Regions from separate parts of the Gossypium arboreum genome. Here region 1 is linked to region 2. A link is a contact called in public Hi-C data. All regions are on one chromosome and are shown on one strand. Each heading gives the region's core, a stretch centred on a gene start, on an enhancer-like site or on the middle of the called end of the contact. The rest is flanking DNA. Distances are from core to core; before and after follow the strand shown. Region 1 overlaps LOC108466102 (protein MODIFIER OF SNC1 1). Region 2 holds the start of LOC108475991.

The links. Hi-C and Micro-C count contacts between places; a contact is called where the count stands out from the background.
Region 1: a Hi-C map of leaf shows a contact between it and region 2, with 5 times the contacts expected there. The contact joins the enhancer-like site here to the promoter of LOC108475991 in region 2. A contact is called at or near these places in 2 of 5 Hi-C or Micro-C datasets (both in leaf).

Annotation. Positions count from the first base shown.
Region 1 is chr3:72,608,286-72,615,631 of ASM2569848v2, forward strand. It overlaps LOC108466102 (protein MODIFIER OF SNC1 1), which reads right to left. Exons shown (of 11, transcript XR_001868605.2): 6 at 7,044-7,146; 7 at 6,487-6,561; 8 at 5,092-6,376; 9 at 4,754-5,021; 10 at 2,089-4,676; 11 at 1,664-2,006. Among protein-coding and RNA genes, the nearest start is that of LOC108466102, 9.1 kb to the right of the region's middle. Within about 2 kb of position 1,651, at least 2 of the 2 cell types and tissues checked have an H3K27ac peak or open chromatin away from gene starts, as enhancers often do. A contact at or near this core is called in leaf, where this site is marked.
Region 2 is chr3:72,081,860-72,089,170 of ASM2569848v2, forward strand. LOC108475991 reads right to left here and starts at 4,537. Exons shown (of 12, transcript XM_053025743.1): 1 at 4,221-4,537; 2 at 3,041-3,312; 3 at 2,881-2,955; 4 at 2,731-2,789; 5 at 2,474-2,609; 6 at 2,141-2,237; 7 at 1,967-2,033; 8 at 1,525-1,623; 9 at 758-847. The coding sequence starts at 3,293.

The DNA of each region.
Region 1 (7,346 bases), core at 401-2,900, 520 kb after region 2:
CACATATTGCATGCTTTGAAGATGCAATTGTAAATTTTTTTATTAGCCTAGCATTTTGTTTATGGTGATATGCATCTTTTAATCTAAAGAATTATACAAATAGCAATGTTAAATAGGACCATAATACGACACATTTTCAAATTTAATACAAGCTAATGACATCACGTAATTTTTTGTTAATCTAAGAACATTATGCTTCGATGTAAAATATCATTATTAAGCTATTTATTACTTCTAACCTTTTGCTTTTTAATTTAAAAGATAATTAAATTATTTGTTTCGCTAATAATATTGTAACATATTAAATATGTAGTTTAAAAGTAATAAAGGAGGCTATATATTAATTTTTAATCTTATGTATTTTTATTTTTATTAATTCATATTTTAATAATAATTACATTAAGAATGTTATTAAATTATACATTATTATTAAATTATATTTAATAATAATTATATTAAAATATGATTAAATTATTTATTTTATTTTATTAAATTACATTTAATTATAATCCTATTAAAATTTAATAATAATAACAATTATCATCTATCTAAAAAAATTCGCTAAGAGTAGTATAATCATTTCACATTTTTTCCTTATGCTATTATAACATAATTTTATTCAATCAAACACAAGAATATTATTACAATTCTATAACATTCTATTCAACTAAATAATTGAATTACTAATTGCGCTCTATTCTATTACGTTGAACTAAACGTAATGTTAATATCTTCTTGAAATTTCCTCATACTTTTACCATGTACTCCCGAAATAGTAGTATTCACTATATTGGAATTTTGGGGGCGTTGTACCAACCTAATCCAAATGTATATTAAATTAATTTTAAAAAAACCATAAAAGTGATTAATTAACTTAATCAATTGAACTCTTCAATGTTAAATTTAAGTTAGTTATATTGGTTTAGCCAGTTCAGTTATAGTTGGAGGTTGATTGATTACATCAATTATTACAAACAGAAATGATCGACTTAATTGATTGCACCCGTCTATGGTAAACCAAGAATAGAAAAACTGAGATTAATTGCAGCTAGAGGTGTTGAAGAGTTGGACCGAGCTAAATAGAGGGCAGGTTTCAAAAATTCCAAGCTTGAACTTGAGCCCAACCTCGTCCAAATTACTTGTTTTATTGTTCAAAAATAATTTTATTCGTATTTAACTATGAAATGTATAAATATTAATATAAAATTTTTTTTGTTTTATAATTAGTTTTAAACAATAAAATAGGACAAGGTAGAAAAATATAAACTCAAACCAAACCAATGAAGATAGTCTTGCTGATAGTGCTGCAGCTGCTCGACATCATGTTGGCAATGTTGTTGACAGAGCCAACGCCCTAATACGAGAGCTGCTTGGTGGTTTTGTTTTCATGTTCTTTTGCTCGCGTACTACCGGTACCTGAGTACCATTCTCATTATGATTAAAAAAACCGCTTTTCCTGTTTCCGTTCAGAAATGAAATAACCAGACTATTTTGCCGTAGCATAAATAGTTAAAATCTTATTTTTTTACTGAACCGAGGTCCAAAGCATTTATCAACAAACCCAAAATCCCAATTATTGTGTTCGTGTGTTTAACTCGTAGAGGAAACCAACCCACCCTGGTTGGTAAACCAGTTCTTTTCGAACAGAATTTAAATTCTCACGTTCTTATACGCATCAGCACATTGTATCTTTATTGATTTAATAAATTTGTAGAGAAATCAAATCCTCCTGCAAGGGAAAATGATAACTGTTGAAATAAAAATGCAAAGGGCCTGTATTTTTAAGAAAAAGGGTAAGAAAGAGAGGTAAAGCCAGTAAAGGTGGGAGACTAAAACTTCTTCGCTACTTCACTCAAATACAAGGCTCAAACAAATGTGGCCAAGGTTCCGCAGTATACAAACTGTGACCAAACCAAATAACAGTTGAAAACTACATATGATAAACTGCATTTGAGCACCTCCGATCATGTTTTCCCTAGGAACACCATCTTTTTTTTCTCCTAGCCCTGATCAATCCATATACCATTATCAGTTAGACAAGATTTAATATTTTTTTACAACACAAAAATGCTGCCTACTCGTGAATACCTGAAAATATGTGGGGATCAAACCAATTCTTGTTCATGGCAGATTGCGGTTTACGCCAAAACAAAATAACATACCTACCCTCAATTTCTTCCTCCCTACTCATAACCACCAATGCCACTTAGACGTCCATGGAAGTTACCCCCACCACGCCTTGAGTGTGTCTGACCCCTCTCCTTGTACCTTGCACCAGTGCCATGAGATCCCTCTCTTCCTCCTTCAGGATTATTTGCTCTACTATTATTGTTATTATTTTGGGGTCCAACTGGCTGGTACTCGTAATGTGAATTGTGCCTCTGCCTCTCACGATTTGCTGGTGGGTTAGGCTGCTTTTCTTGACCAGATGAGCCCCAATCACCACGAGATTCATGCCCTCTGCCATATCGGTTAGTTTGGTTTCCATTTTTGCGGAACCCTGAGACTGAACGCTGCTCATTTCTAGTATCCATATTCGATGGAGGCGCCTCGACTGGAAGACCAGGACCTTGGTTTGGGGAGTGTGGGCGCTCTTTATGTGAAGTTACATTCCTTTCCCTCTTGGATTCATGAAGCCCAACATTATGTGCCTCTTCAACACCTTTTTCGGAGACATAATGATCTTTAGGAGGCAGAGTCACACCTTTACTGGTTTGTTTTTCTGGTTGAGATGGATGCGACACCTTAGCCTGAGGAGCAGAATCCTTTTTGTTAGTCCTACTAATTTCAGTACCAACATTTTGATCACTATCAGGCCTGCTTCCTCTTTGATTGATGGGTGAAGATTTGGGTTGCCAATGAGATGCCGATCGGTCCCCACCACCACGATTCTCTTTTGATGCAGCAGGTGAATCTAATTGAGCCATCTCAGGGGCTGAAGATCGTGAGTTAAGTTTATCAGCTTCCCCATTATTAGTTTTCTTGTGATCAGAATTATAGTTGTTTCCCCCACCCTTCTGTCCCTTGAATGGATGTCGCTTTCCTCTGCCTGTCATCCCCTGATATCTTGAAACAGGTACAGGTGGTACAGTAGAATCAGGATTTTCAGGCATGTTCCAACCATCAGAAGCATTCCATTCATCATACTTGGGCTGCTCTTTCACTAGGCTGGAATCAGGTTTCTGGGGTTGCTTCTGCTCAGTTGACTTCTGAGCATTTTTACTTGGAGTGGAATAATGTCTATCTTGCAAGCCTTGCGAAGTTGCCTCAGCTGAGGCCCGTTGCCGCCAAGATCCATGTCCTCTTCCCTGCCTACCATCATTCCTTGACTCTGTAGGGTTCCCCACTGTCCTGGTGGCTGTTTCTGAATGTTGAGAACATTCAATACCATAGGACCCAGAATCTGCTCTTCCCACGATCTCATCTGCTGCATTCGGATCATCTGAATGAGTTACTGGTTGCTGAGAAATTATTTGCTGAGCCATTTCTTTTGCAACAGGCTTTGGGATGTATCTCTCTATCTCAGCCCTCTTATTTCTTGGATTGTTCTGCACTTGATCATCATTATTTGTCTGTGAAGCAACATTCTCAACAGCCAACTTATGGCTAACCTCTTCGGTAACCTCAACTTTGGCATGTGACCGCACAGGTGCCCAGACAACAGCATCACCATGGACTGCAGATTTATAAGCCTGTGGATTTCGTGGCATCCTGCGAGAATGCTGAGATTTCCACTGGTTATTCAATTGACCATAGGCTTCTTCATTAGGAAAAGCTACATCCTGCTCTGAAGACTGATTTCCATCCTTTGATTCAGTCAGAGACTGAAATGAGTGAGGATCCAACTTAGATTCAAAAGACTTTGACTTCAAACTCTCAACAGAACTTGTATGATTTGTTTCTTTTGAAATCCCAGACCATAAAGGAGCCGTAGATGATGCCTCCTCCACTTTGTGTTTGTTCTTGCCACTCCTGCTATTTTTCTTTTTCTGGTGCATTGTGGACTCATTCACAACATATTGTGTAGAAATTGACTCGGACATTGAGTCAGTTTCATTTGCAACAGCCTCAGCAGATGGACCTGCATCAACTACTGCATCTGCACGGATATTTGGCAATTCAGTTGTACCTGTAGAAATATACTTCTCACTGGAACTCTTATCCAATGAGTTAGGATCCTTTTTCCAATAGCCCATATGCTTCTGCTTTGAAGTGCTACCATCGCTAGCTTGTGGGTGATTATGGAGAGAAGCATCAGCATTATTAACTCTCTGCTGCAAGGGCAAAGAACAGTTATGAATTTCTGTAGTTGCCTTATGAGCAATCTTTGTTGACACTGAAGGTTGTTGGTTGGACAAAACAGTTGGCTTTTCAAGTTCCACAGTGCTGCTTTGACCAACATCTGCAACTACAGTTGGGCTAGAAACCGAGGATGTTATTTCAGATCTGCTAGAGGGAATTTCATCAGCAAGCATTCTGGATTCTTCCTGCTTACTCTGGACAGCAATATCTGGGACAAATTCCAACTTCGGAGTAAAACCTTCAGCTGTTTGTGTACGCCTGTTCAACTCTTCCAGTTTAGCCAGAGCCTTAGCCTTCTGGTCTCTAGCCCGCTCTTCCTCCTCTTTTTGACGTTGTTTGGCACGCTGCTTAGCAAGTTCCCTCATCATGGCACGCTGAAGAAATTGTCAAATATATTTGTACATTAAATTTAGGTTAAAAACAACAAGGCATATAATATGAAGAAAATTACCTGCGCTTCGCTATCACTTGGATCATACACCGGAGGCATCAACTCACCCTCATCTCTTGCTTGGGGATATGATCCAGACTTGTCTGAAGCTTCTAATGATACGTAGTCTTGCACATTTGATTCAGAAGGGTTTTCAAAATGTGCGGCAGACTTTACATTTGAAGAATCCATAAATGGAAGTTTCTTTCTCCATCCATCAACATCTTCAGAATTGAATCTTCCCCTGCCTCGATGATCAGTCCTACCATGCCTACTATGGGTAGATCTCCTGTAAATGTGCATCTAAGTAAGAACCACAAACAAATTATCAAATAAAAGCAGCTAGAACGACAAGCAACCTGTTCATGTCAGCTCCACCAGCAGCTGGTAAATCCAGTCTCTTATCTCCAGCTGAAACACCTACTTCATTAGAGGTAGGTCCAGTCATTCCAGAAGCAAGCACTCTATCATGAAATACAGCACGAGACCCAGTAGCAACTTCATTTGCAAAATGCTTCGCCTTTGCATTAACTACTTGTGATTTATTTTTCAGCTCTTCCATTCTGCAAACAGACTCATAATGCCCATCAGAGGCCCGAGACTTTGCATTTAAACTCTCTATTTTCTGGATCAGGCTGGAATCTTTTGCAGCACCAGGGTCTTCTGGATGCTCCATTTTCTTCACTGAAATGTCGCCATATGCCCTAGCCTTTTTTACACCTTCAGATGACTTTACTTTGGCATGGTGATCAGATATCTGAGTGGAAGTTTCTTCAACAACTGTACTCATATTCACTTCTTCCTCCTTTCTCTGATCTGCTTTCCAGTCATTTTCCCATGACGATGTTCTCTTTAGATCACCCTTCTCTACTACACTGGTCACATTATCCTCTGACCCGTGCTCTTCATCCTTTCCTTCCCAGCCATCATGCTGCTTAAGAAGAACCTTGTATGGTCCTCGGTTATCATTTGGATGGCCAGATTCAAAATGCTCTGCAACCAATGCTTTTCCAGGAGGACCAAAGCCACTGGGCCGGGCATGGGAACTACCAGGATCTGGAGCATTTTGACCTGGATGCCGGTTATAAGCAGGACCAGCAGGCATCCCCATAAATGGCATTTCTCGCTCATTTAAATTACAATAGCCCATGGGAGGACCATAGTAGCCCTCATAGGCCACTGGACCAGGGTAAAATGCAGGTCTAATTGGCATACCTGGGCGGACAAAAGCATCAGGCATAGGGCCTCTATACATATCTCCATTTTTTGGATGAGGTCCCCTTGGCCCTGCTCCTGGAGGAGGAACTGGTCGTGGATTTGCATGAGCACTACCAGGAATCTGAGGTCGATAGTAAGGAAATGGCTCCAAAGGGAAGCCCCCAGGAGGAACTGGCGGTCCATATGGAGGACCTACAGGAGGTCCTCTATACCAGACACCACCTGGATGATTGTTAATTGGTGGACCATGCCAAGCATCATAATGCTGGGGGGGAATAGCAGTATTAGGGTATGGATGGGGTCCTCGGGGATCTGTATGCCACTTCTCCATGCTAGGTCGGACTCCATCTTCACTATATGGAGGATTATCTCTTCTCCAAAAATTTGCAGCCCCACTCTTTTGATTTTCGTTCCCAGAGATATCAACTGGAAAAAGAACACGCATAAACAACTTAATCATATCAGAGTGTTAAAATCCAATATAACAAAAGTTGATGTGAAACAAAAATGATGCAAACAGAAAGTTGCACACAAACCAACAGAAGTCCCAATTTTCTCTTTAATTGGTGCGACTCCAGAGGATGAACCAGGGCGACCTTGAGAACCATGCTCTGCAATTAAAGTTAATCATTGAGAAGGAATGGAAAAGAATGGCCCACTCAAGCGCATAAATCCATTAATTATCCTGTGATTATCCTACTTTACTAAATCAACGTAGAAAACACACAACAATAACAGATATCATTATCAGCCTGGAGATGGAGCTTCACATGCCAATCCAAGAAACTCCCCCATCCACATTTAAAATACATATTCCAGTATGGCTATTCAGCAATAAAAGATTTCATCAGAAAATGGAGCTTTCAATATTGAACTTCATGCCATACAAGTGATTAAGCTACAAATATTTAAACTAAAAGTTAAATATTAGGTGGAACAAGCTTTTTTTTTTTTTTTGGGGGGCATAAGTGGACGGCAAGTTTTCTCATGGAGAAAAAGTTCATTTGAGAACGCATACTAAGGTAATGTTTTGACAGAAGATCAAACTTTAAACCACAAGGATAAATATACAACCAAGAAAAAAAAAAAGAACCTTGCAACTCTGCGTTCTTTCCAGAGGTATCCTTTTCAGACCCAAGAGTAGGGAAGTCTCCAGAAGTGAGAGAAAACCCATCATTCTTGGAAGATGCCATTCCCTGAAAAGTAAGATGGTAACTGCAACATTTAGACATAAAAGAGCAAATTGCAACAGACTGGATATGTGAAGCATAAAACAGATCAAATTAGCCAAACCATAAAACAGTAAAACATCTCACCCTTCACCACCTCAAAACTACTTAACTCATAAACTGCATTGTATAGAATAATAATAATTAAAGTTAAGTTCAACCAAGCT
Region 2 (7,311 bases), core at 3,287-5,786:
GAAAATTAATTAAAAATAGAAATCGAGGTTGAATAAGTATGGGGACAGCACCACCGTAGATGGATGGACGACAGGAAGATTCATGGAGGAAAGCAGTGGCTGGAGGGGTGGCCCACACACCCTCACGTGTCGGCGCATGGGAGTAGGGTAGGAAAAATAGGATGGAGCATGTGGCCCACTCGCATGGCTTCCGGTGGCCCTTTTTTGGTTGAAGGGTTGACACAGGCTGGGCTTTATAATGTAAGGGGCGGTGAGACTCGGTTGGCTCTGATACCATGTAAAATCGAGAGTGAGAGAGAGAGAGAGAGGAAGAAGAAGAAGAAGAAGAAGAAGAAGAAGAAACAAGGCTGCTTCTGTTACAACTTACTGTTTTTGCTATTACAGCCGTAAAAAAGAAGAGGAAAAGAGAGAGAAAAGAGAAAAGAATTCTTAAAAATATTTCCTTGCATCTATGCATTATGTTACATGACCTATTTATACTAGTAACTAGATATACAAATAAAGAAAGTCAAAGATATGATACAATAAATCCTAGAGATACTATCATAACTGATTACTATCATAACATAGTTCATGCAGCTAGAAAGTCCAGTAAATATCCCTTTAATTGAAATTGCTACATCAAGTACATATTGTTTATTATTTCTTCAAATACCATAAACCAATATTTGAGTTTAAGAATCATTAGGAGAGTAACATAACCATGCTTTAATTCTCATGACTAAAAAAATAGAGAAAGAAAATAAAGGTTAAGTACCTTAGCTTCAATGTATTTCCATTTTATAAAAAGCCGATGCTTTTCACCCCATCCATTTGATAGTGGAAGATTCATAATATTATCTTGAGCCTGTTAAGAAATGGCAAAAAATATCAGTATACGTTTGAAAATCACTAACTACACTTTTATGAATACATTGAGACAAGATGAATGATTCAGGAAAGGCTTAGAGAAGAATGAAGACAAACCACAGTTTTCTTCTGCTGAATAAGTAAAATTTCAAAAACTTCGTTACCGAACTATGATAAAAAAAAATGCCATGAGAAAAGTCATTAAGTGGCAAAAGTTGTGAGTGAGATGTGGTTATTAGGAGACCCTTAATCACATTTATACTACACTTGAAGTAGAGTATAATACAAGGCCTACACACAAACAACAATATATGATGTTGGAATACAGATTGGGCCAAGCGGACCCAAACCCATTCATTCATCCACATGAGAGGATCAAAAACTTAGGACTTCTAGTGTGAAAATTTGTTGGCAACGCTAGTAGATGCTCAATACCAAGTAGGATAAAGAAGTCATTCAAGTGTAGCTCCAGAACTAGATCCTTGGAGATTCATTAAGTGAATTTTTGGTAAACTGATTGCATGAATTAGATTGGCACTGGAATGGGTAATCCTAAACCTATTGATTTGCCTAAGTATGCAAAGAAAATTGAAAGCAAATTTGATAAAAGCAAGAAGTATAGCTGAATTCAAGGTCAAAACATAAGAAATGAAAAAACAAAAGATGCATTCATACCTGCTGCCAGTATTTTACCATCTCACATGCAAGCCTTCGTTTCACAGCTAGAGTAGCCTTGGTACTATCAATTGCCATTCCAAGTTGGATATCAACACCCTACACCAAAAATAACATTAAACCATGAGACAATAAAAAACTGCCTATGCAAGGTCTATGCCGATTGATTCTTAGACGCACACGGCCACACATTATAAAAACTAAAAAGTATGACTCAAATAAAAATAAGACAAGATTTTGTGCAACAATATTCAGACTGTCAATGAAGTGTTTACAGGAATATAAGAATAATGAAAGAATAGATTTTTGCTCACAAAATGTATTCATACTCATTATAAGAACAAATTCACCAAGTGATATCCTCAAAGTCCACATTTGTAAACTTGATTCACAAGTAACGTAACAGTTCATGCCTACATCAATCAAGAGATTAAGTTAGTACCTGTCCTAATGCCTGCAAACATAGTGCTCGAAGAACTCCTTCTGCTAGGTCTACTGGCAAATTTCTCCTACAACCAAAGTAGAGACCAACGTATTGTTACTAAATTATTATCGCAAGAATTGATTGTGAATATATTAAAGAAAGTTTGACTGCAAGTATATCATCTTTGTACACCTAAGTTCAGATGGCAACTGGGGAAGAACATGTCTGACAGCACAATCCAAGTACCCCGCACCCTTCAAGAAAATATCAATAGAAGCTCGCCTGCTTTCTGTTTATTGAGAGAAAAAGGCAGTCCTCTCTCATTAGGCCCATGGAAAAAATGATTAAGGGCAAAACCAGACTGAAAATCCAAGCTAAGAAGAAAGGGTCAACAGATTTGCCAGTAATCAACCTTTTAAACTTGAAAAACAAAAAGTCTGGAGTAGGAGAATGAAAAACAAAAGCAATAGCAGCCCAAGAGAATAATCAGCATTGAAATTTCTTCTCTTTCTCTTAACAACATACCTTCTGATACTTTTGGTTGATAACCATCAGCAGATGTCCTAGGAAGAAGCAATAAGTTGGCTTGTGATAACAATAACATCGCCATCAAATGCAATACTGACAACACCTCATACCAAGCATTAAACATTGCTGTTTCCTGCCAAAAAAAATTGCTTTGCATCAAATCTTATTCCTCAAAGAGAAGAGCGACCCAATAATATACAACAAAAGAAAATAGAAGGCATGTTGACAATAAGAGCCTAAACCCACAGTCTGACCTCAGCATCATCCTCCTGATTTACCCAAATAAACTGTACTTTATATTGTAGCTGACTCCCTGAATGACAACAATGAACCATAATGTTAGATTCCACCTCATACAGCACATAAACCTTTTCAAGGGAGTGAAATTTAATAATATGTTTCACCATCTGTAACTAATCCCAAAAGCACAGGCAAGTAGTCTTCAAGAGCCTGATGAAGATCTGCCAATGTTGAACCCCCTGAAGACATATTTTCAACTGAAATTTCAGTAAAAATGCTTACTACAATCTGTTTATTAGGAAACCTGGTTAGCCAGCAACAAACCATGCTGTGTAGCAGTTTTCCTCCTTGTTCTTGTAATTGTAGGTGCTTCTTGGCCAGCCATAACAACTATACGAGTTCTCAAGGCAGTAAGGCGTTCCACTAATGTCTTTGACAAGTGACCACCGAGTGATTGAAAGAAATCCACAGACTTGGGAATTCGTAAACCTGGTACATATACAGAAACTTCCCCAATATTTCCTGGCCTCCGCCTATTTCCTCCAGAATCCTTGGGAGTTGAAACCAGACATCCCATATCTTGAGTGTTACTATATCTGTCAATCCAGGCAAATTTAGTCAAATTCTATAATAAACTGACTTATTTCCAGCATGAAAGACAGGAATTTGAATAGTGTAGCCAATATAATCTGATAGATCATAAAAGTAAATGGCATTAAGTTAATGAGCACAGACATATGAAGCAAAAGAATCAGATATGTGCTGCAATACGCAAAGCAACAGAGAAAAAACTAATTAAATGTCCAACCAATAAAGCAGAAGTAGTAGGTAACTCACGAGCACCATCAAAGGACTCTAACTACAAGTCTCCAAAAGATTTTCAACCTTTTTTTTTTTTTTCATACAAAAAAATGCATTTACTCACCTTGTTGTCCCTTATCAGAAGAAGGTGAAGGGATGGGTCAAAAGTCTAGTAGTTTCTGCATCCAACAAAAATACGAAACCTAAAATTATTTTTTTTAGGAGAAAAAGAAAGGAGAGGGAATGAGTAAACAGACCAAAAGCAAGTGAATCACAAGATAGCCATGGGAACTTGACAATTCATCACCTTTTCATATTGCAGTGGAACACAAGTAGCTAACTAGTGGATGGGCTTTCCATTATAACACAATTTTAGAAAGTTTTGCATGCAGAATTCAGAAGAAGAATGTGAAAGTGAAGAGTTATGGGTTCGATGCACAAGCAGCTTTAACAACAACAATAATTAGAGAGCATTATTTGAATTTAGTGAAGATTGCTAATCAAGAAAGCATATCAGAAATTAGAAGTCAAATCAAATGAAAAATTAAAGCTGAAAGCAGAAAGCAGAAAATCATTCATCAAACGGAAAGAAGAGAAAAGAATTCAAAAGTTTTCAATTCAGTGACGGAAAGCAGAAATAGATCAAAGCTGTGGAAAATCAAAAAGGAAAAAGAAAAAAAAGAAAAAGAAGATATATTCTGACCATGCGGCCGAGTCAAACTCCAAAAGTCCAAAGTCCAAACCCTAGCAGTTAGCAGAGTAGCTGGGTAAAAATTCTCATTATTATGCTTTGGCTTATGGATTTGGCAAAGAAAGGAAATGAAAATTGCAATCGTATTCGTAAGGAATTAATTATGAGTGTTATCAAGTTTTGTGATGGGAAACGCCCTGCCGGCCCTTCTAGTGGTACTTTAGAAATTAAAAATGTTAGAATATTATCAAGTAAGGTAGGCCTGGCTCACAGCTATTTCCATTTCAGCTTGCTCACGGTTAATTCCGTTTCAGTCCCAAAAATTATAATTAACTTAGGAATAAAATATTCCTTCTACCTTTGACTTCTGTCTCTTAAGTATTGTTAACCTCTTTCTAAATTTTAATCTTATCTATATCACTCTCCACTTCTCTTATCACTCCTTTTATTTTCCCATATTTACTCTTTATACTCTTATCATTTTTATTTCTTATCTTTTTCAATTTTTAAAATTAGAGTTCTAACCAATTTAATTTAATTTTTATTTTCAAATTCTTATATAATAAGAGTATTATCATTTGCATAAAGTCGAGCTGATCTTGAATAGTGGGAAGCTCAAGTTTGAGCTCAATACTTTACTCAAGCTCGATCTAACATTATTTTTTAGGTTCAAACTTTACTCGAAATATATTTGAGCTATTTTGATGTGATTGAGTCGAATTCATGTAATGCCCAATCATAGACGAGAAGGGTCGTTCGTGCCTCGGTCACGGAAATAGAATTGAAAAAAAAATAGGTTTGAATTAGCGGAAGGTTTTCAAAAGATATGCAAAGGGTAGTGATAGGTTCGGCTAAGGAAACAAGAAAGGATGTTGAAGGGATGGTTCGGTTTTGAAACAATAAGAAAGAGATAATGTAAGGTGGGGATGGAATAGTGAACTTAACATCAGGAATGATTCAACACTAAAAAGTGTCACCCCAGTTCCTATATTGTTAAGGGAAAAAGGATGAATAGATGGATGGGTGAAGGCCACACCAAGATTGGTGATAAGTTCAAATAAGGACGATTGACGCCACTAGCACTAGCTAGATAAGTCTTTCGAAACTTGTACGAGATATGAGAGGAAGCAACATCACAAGAACAATGTTCATTAAACAAATTGGCAAAAGTCCTTTTACAATGAAATCAACAAACTATTTAAAGGCTATCATGTAGTAACCGAATGGACAAACTAACTAGCTTAAAGACTAAGCAAATTCAGTCATGAATTAACTAGAATGTTCTAGAATGAAAACATTAAATAACTAGTCTTGATTCGGCTGATGGGGATGTATTTGGACAGCTTCATGTATGAGCTTTAATCACTTGAATGAATGTGCACCTTTGGGAGCTCAACGCGTTGTCTAGGTTCGGCCATGGAGTGCAAGAAGCTTCCAAGAGGTGTCCCTTGGCCGAATAGGTGCTTAGAAACCCCAAGGGTCCTCCCACATGCATTCGGCTGTACATAGAACTTGGAAGAGAGCTTGAACCTAGCCGTACATGCACTTGCATTAATTGTCCCTCATTCATGCATGTGTGCCATCTAAGGGAGATGTATTCTTCAATATCCATTGTATGCAATTAATCCTCCATGTACATGAATGTAAGTCCTCCAAACATTGAACCGAACCATGCATGAATCTTCCCGTTCAATGAACATTCCCATACATGCACCTTGACATGAATGAATCTCCACATTCGGCTGAACCTACATAATTAAATAAAATAATTAAATAAAATAATTATTCATATAATCATAATTAAAGATATAACTAAACAACTTAATGACACTAACAAAATTTATAAGTCAACTATCAAATTAAATTCGGCTAGCTCAAATAGTCAAAAACACTTAATGAGCTAAGTTGAGCTAGGAAATTCGGCATGAGCTGTAGCAAACTTAATTAAGAATAAAGTTTAAACTTAGTTTATTGTAATGTAAAAGAAATGAGCTGAAACGAGCTAAATTCAAGCTCAAACGAGCTAAATCAAGCTCAAGTGAGCTGATTGGAGCTGAATGGCGCATGGAGAGATGGAAAGGAGCTGAGATCGGATTGCAAAAGAATGCATTAAGTCTTCAAGGTGTTGTCCTTAGCTCCTCCAACATCATGGACCTTGTTATCATCCCAAATGCGCAACACTAAGGCTGATAAAGCGTCTTGAATTTGCTTGGTTCGAGCTCGAGTCATGGGACCTTTTGGAAGCTCGATTAAATCTTGTTTTACATTCGAGGATACCCCGGGTGTGCTCACATCATATTTTAGTTCAAGCTCAATTAAACTCGTTTATTAATTTTATATATAAATAATCAAAACTTTTTAAAATTATATTTAAATAATGAATTGATTTAAAATGAAAAATAAAAATAAAATCTAAAATTATTTATCTCAATATCAAATAACATTACCACTTAAAAAGTATTCTTCTACCTTAAAATGAAATAACACCAAAGTTAACAAGCTCACAGCCATCCTATTTTATCTATTTGTTTTATATAATATATAGGTAATATATATTATATATTATATTATAGAAAGTGTTTTTAAGTAAAATATATACCGTTAAGGTTTTGTGTTATAATATATATACACTACAATCATACATACATATTATATATATAATGGAAACGAAAGGAAGTAATATAAAAGGAAAGATTATGTCTTTTTAAAGTGGTAGATAGGTATTTCTACCATTAATTAGAATTGAGAGATTAATTTTGAGTTCATCAAGTTTGAGTGAGAATCATTACTACAAATATTCTTTCTTCATTGAATGTTTCTCTAAGCTCTTTGCGGTTTAAAATAATCCATAGTGCAATTCAAATTGTTTCATTCGAGTAAAGACATTGTATATTGAGTATATTATTTTTTTATCGTTTCGAAAATAAATATTCTTAAGATAGTCTCCTTAAAATACCTTACTTTTTTACAAAATATCATTTTTCGAATCCAAATCAATTTATTGTTTATCAGCATCAAACTTACAAAAGAATAATGTATAATTTGTTTTACAAAAAAAAAAAGTAATTGATAATCTTTAAATGCGATGTATACTCTATTACAC